Regions from separate parts of the Gossypium arboreum genome. Here region 1 is linked to region 2. Evidence: chromatin contacts called from public Hi-C data. All regions are on one chromosome and are shown on one strand. The core of a region is the stretch at or near the end of the contact, and the rest is flanking DNA. Distances in the headings are between cores, read along the strand shown.

What was found. A called contact is a pair of places that touch in the nucleus more often than the background predicts.
Region 1: a contact with region 2 is called in a Hi-C map of leaf, with 2.6 times the contacts expected there. The contact joins the promoter of LOC108450813 here to the promoter of LOC108460197 in region 2. A contact is called at or near these places in 2 of 5 Hi-C or Micro-C datasets (both in leaf).

The regions. Positions count from the first base shown.
Region 1 is chr7:61,331,976-61,334,675 of ASM2569848v2, reverse strand. LOC108450813 (CLIP-associated protein-like) reads left to right here and starts at 1,283. Exons shown (of 21, transcript XM_017748590.2): 1 at 1,283-2,077. The coding sequence starts at 1,745.
Region 2 is chr7:61,088,062-61,090,761 of ASM2569848v2, reverse strand. It overlaps LOC108460197 (transcription factor PIF1-like), which reads left to right and starts at 1,282. Exons shown (of 9, transcript XR_008285950.1): 1 at 1,282-1,812; 2 at 1,918-2,700.

The DNA.
Region 1 (2,700 bases), core at 34-2,533, 240 kb before region 2:
TTTTCTTGAACTGGAGCAGATTAAAGCTGTAAATCTTATCTCTCGGAAGTTGCAGTAGAGCAGATTGAAGCTACAAATCTTATCTTCCTGAAGTTGTAGTGGAGCAGATTAAAGCTGTAAATCTTATCTCCCTGAAGTTGCAGTGGAGTAGATTAAAGCTGCAAATCTTATCTCTCTGAAGTTCAAGTGGAGCAGATTGAAGCTACAAATCTTATCTCCCTAAAGTTACAGTGGAGCAGATTAAAGCTGTAAATTACAAATCTTACCTTCCTGAAGTTGCAGTGGAGTAGATTGAAATGATAAGTCCTATACCTCTGAAGTTGCAGTAGGTCAGATTAAATCTACCATAGCAAGTCTTATCTCCTTGAAGTTGCAGTGGAATAGACTAAAGCTACAAGCTACAAATCTTATCTCCTTGAAATTGCAGTGGAGTAGATTGAAGATACGAGTCTCATCTCCCTGAAGTTGCAGTGGAACAGATTGAAGTTACAATTCTTATCTCCCTGAAGTTGTAGTGGAGCGGATTGGAGCTACAAATTTTATCTCCCTGAAGTTGTAGTGGAGCAGATTGAAATTACAAATCTTATCTCTTTGAAGTTGCAGTGGAGCAGATTAAAACTACAAGTCTAATCTCCTTGAAGTTGCAATGGGTTAGAATGAAACTACTTGAAAAAGAGGAGCACCAAAGAGGTCGAGATTTGGCGAGACCAAACGAAATTGGTCATTCTTAAAAATCTTTCTCGTTGCACGACAATGAGCAAAGAGAGGCCACTGTGAAAGCCCAATTTCGTCTAGGCCTAGACAAAAAAAGAAAGCAAAAAAAAAAATTAAAGTCTAGTGTCCATTTACAACAAATTACAGGCCTAAACAACCCAAAATTAAAAAACCCTAATAGCCTAAACAGCCCAAATGGCCCAAACACCTAAACTGTTTCAAACTAAACAAAAACCCTACCCTAGCTCGCGCCGCACCTTAGCCTGCGTCGCTGCTGCTCCTGGCCTCTGCCACCATCAACTGCTCCTCAACCACCACCTACAAAAAACAGTAAACAACACGCAAATAACAGTAGCTAAGTAGCGATAAAAACAAAAGAAAAAGAGAAGAAAGATTGTAATCCGAAAGCGACTATAAAAATAGAATGTTTGCAAGGCTTTAAAATAAAAAATAATTACTCGATAGTTAATGTAATAACAAAAAAATTAGAGAAAGTAAGTTGTTTGAAATAAAAGAATAACTAGAAATTTTAAACCAAAAAAAAGCTGGACTAGTAAATTCCAAATCTGAAGTATCCGATCATCCTTGTGTTATCCTTATGACGGTTACAACTGAACAAAAGAAAACTAAAAAAATAGCACATCGCAGTCTCGCGCGAAAACAAAAAAAAATAGGCAAAAACTCGTAAAATAATACAAAAGGGATGGGCAGTTTCCTTAATTACCTGAACCACACACTTTCATCATCTTCTCCGTCAATCTCAGTCCACTCTACCATCTCTACCCCTTTCATCCGTAATGATAATTTCTTTTTTGAGGAAAGAAATGAAAAGAAAAAATAATAACAAAGAAAATAAGCGCAACTTCTTCGCTAAATATCTCTTTACCAATAATAATCATTTTCCTTGCCTTTAATTGAGTTTCTTTCCTCTCTGCCAAACACATTTCCTCAAATTTTATTTTTATTGTTTTTTTCCAAATTACTGGAATTGGTTGAGAAATTTAGATCTGAGGAGAGGATCGGGATCCAGATGGAAGAGGCACTAGAGCTGGCACGCGCCAAAGACACCAAGGAGCGGATGGCGGCTGTGGAACGTCTCTACCACCTCCTCGAAGGTTCCAGAAAGAGTCTGACTTCTTCGGAGGTTACTTCGCTCGTGGATTGCTGCATGGATCTCCTCAACGACAACAACTTCAGAGTCTCCCAGGGCGCTCTCCAGGCTCTTGCTTCTGCCGCCGTCCTCTCTGGTGATCACTTGAAGTTGCACTTCAACGCGCTTGTTCCCGCGGTTGTTGAACGGTTAGGTGACGCTAAGCAACCCGTCAGAGACGCTGCGAGACGCCTACTTCTCACTCTCATGGAGGTAGAGTTGCTATCTATTTCCTTTTATGTTATTGGTTGTCTACTGCTAATATAATTCCTTTTCCTTTTTATAACTGACTTTCATGCATATCAATCCATGGAAGACTTTTGTTCCTGTGCTTTGTGGAACTTTACCATAATGTTTTTTATTCATGGAGATAGGAAATACGGTTTTTCTTAGCTTTGAATGAGTCAAGGGCTTCCGAATTGTTTTGCCTTAAAATAATTCGTTATCATTTTTGTCTTCGCAGTTCTTGGTAAATGGAAACCTAACTCATTCCTTATTTTATTGCTGTCTAAAGTTACCTTAGCTTTGTAGAAGTCATTAGTGAATGCTTTTATGCAATTGAATAATTACCATCCTTAATTACCTCGGGATGGCTTCCATGTTTCTTGTGGGATGTTTCTTGTGGGACTAGTCATTCATTGCATTTTATTTTTTTATTAATACTACTAAGAAAGCAAGTTCGTGAATTAGGGTCCTCATGCAATTATCTCTATGGATATCATATGTTATTGAAAAGCAGATGCTTGATACTCTCCTACTCTCAAAAGATACGTTTATGTTTAGTGTGGTTCAAAAAGTCTGCTGTGAAGAACTAAAGCATTAGCTTTTAAGATATT
Region 2 (2,700 bases), core at 33-2,532:
AATAAATTTGAATGAGATTGAAAAAGATTCTGATTATGCTTAAAGAGAGATGATATTATAAAATAATTATTTTGATAAAAGAAATATAATAAATTATTGCCAGTGCTAAAAGGAAATATATATATATATATATATATATATATAACATAAATAATCCAACTACCACTTATTATATACCAAAAAAAATCTATAAAGAGCATATAAAAAAGGTAGCATCTTATCTAAAAGAAGAAGAATTAATAATAATAATAATAATAATAATAATAATAAAGGATTAATTAAGTTTACATCATAAGACAGTTTACCGTTAATTGTCATTTTCTTCTTAAAGTAAACCCACTCACTTTCCTTTAATGACTACAATTTTATTTTATTAAATATAATATTAAGTATATAAGATGATACTTAAATTGAATGTATCAAAATTAGTATCCTAGTACTAATACTTTATTTGGAAAGGCTATGTGCCAATCATTGTTTTAAACCATAATTAAATCCAACTTTTCTTTCTTTCTAATTTATCAATTTAAGTAACTCGTGTTTTTTTTTTTTATTGTAACGTAATTTTTCTTGGAATAAAAAATTAGCGTCAGCAGTGGCACAAAATATATTAATAAAAATAGGACTAAGTGAAAATTAAAAGAAGAAAATTGAATGCAGTTTCGTAATTACCAGCGACAAAATTATCATTTCATTTGTCAAAAGCATGGAACTCAATAATTATAACTTTAGTGTCCAAAAAACATATTATATATAAAGAAAGAGAAACCGACTTGACTTGTAGTAAAGACAGCTGCCCAGCAGGTGTTGAACTGTAATTCAGCATTCTCACAGCTGAAAGCAAATTTTTTAGCATTAAAAATAAGTACAATTTGAGCATACGTATAAAACCCAGGGCTGACAATTCACATTCTTTTCAATATATATATTTTAATAAATATAATCATTTTTAACGTATTTTAACTAAGATAATGGTAGAAGTTAAATTGGATTTGAAAAATAAAGAATTTTATAGTTTTTCTTGTAATTTTATATAAAAAGTACTCATATTACATTTAAATTAAATTAATTATAATTATAAAAATTATGGATCTTCATCAAAATTTGAATCTAGTTAATAAGCCGATTACAATTCATGTAATTAAAATACATGGTTGATATACAAAATATATAATTGATACACACAAAAACCAGTACCGTCAATTTGTGGAAACAAAAAAAGATTGGGGTCCGCAGCTAAAAGAAAACAACCATTTTGTTTGTGGGCATCTGATTATTAATAAGAAGGAAGAAAGCGTTGGTACTATCCACTGTCAAAAGATGCAGAGAAAAACAGGATCTTATCTTTGGTGAAACACCTAAATTATACTTCATCCCCACACCAAATCTTTTTTTTCTAAAAAACCCTTCTCCTGCTTCCTTTTTTCTTCTCACACTGCCAATCTGCCATTTCAGTATATATACATATGCTACAACGTTGGAGAGCTTTGTACGGCTTTGGATTTTCAAATATATTTTGGTTTCCTATCTAGGGTTTTTTCATAACACCACCTATGTTGTATTTCTTTTAGGATTTCCACTTCTACACAAGTAAAAAACAAACCATTCTCTTACGGCCTTAACACCTTAAATACTTACAATTTCCTCCTTCCTTTTTCTACAATTTTTCTATTTGGGTGGGTTATTAATGATTAATATAAATACAGATTAAAGTGTTAAGAGAGAGAGGATGAATCACTGCGTCCCCGATTTCGAAATGGAAGATGATGATTCCATCCCTTCTACTTTAACTCGCTCTAAAAAGCCTTCCATGTAAGCTAAGCCTTCTTCTTCCTCTTCTTTATTTTATTTATTTTTTATCGCTTTATTATTGTTGCCAAAACCGTGAGTTGATGACGCGATGGAATTATGAAATAGGCCAGAGGATGAAATCATGGAGCTGTTGTGGCAAAACGGTCAAGTTGTTATGCAGAGCCAAAACCAAAGATCTATCAAGAAGTCACCGCCGTTCAAATTCCAAGGCGCCGACCCATCTGCTACCAAAGAGATCCGGTCTTCCTCATCTCACCATCATCATCAACAACAGCAGCAGCAGCAGCAGCAGCAGCAATCGCTTACCGATCATCACCTCTTTATTCAAGAAGACGAAATGGCTTCATGGCTTCACTATCCTCTCAGCGACGCCAGCTTCGACCACGATTTCTGTGCTGATCTCCTCTATCCTTCCTCCGCCGCCCCTTGCCTTACCTCCACCACCGCCACAACCTCCGCTCCTCCTCCACTCGGGAAAGTTACTCAAGTTTCAGCTTTAGCTGTGGCGTCAGCTTCTAGGCCCCCGATACCGCCGTCGAGGAGGAATGAGTTGGAGTCGACGAGGATTCAGAACTTCGTTCACTTCTCCAGGCATAAAGCGGTGAGGGTGGAACAATCTAAACAGTCTAATTCTAAGAGCGTAGTTAGGGAATTGACGGTCGTTGATTCCAGCGATACTCCGGCTATGGCTCCCGAATCAGGAGCCTCTCAGGCCATGCCCTGCAACACTGAGGCAGCTTCTGGAGAAAACGACAATATTAACTGCGCCAACATGAGCGTCGCTGCAGGAGCCAACACGCGATCAGCTGGTGTCAGCGGGAGTGCCTGCAAAGACAATTTAGCCGCGTACGAGGTCACGGTGACATCGTCACCTGGCGGCTCCGGTGC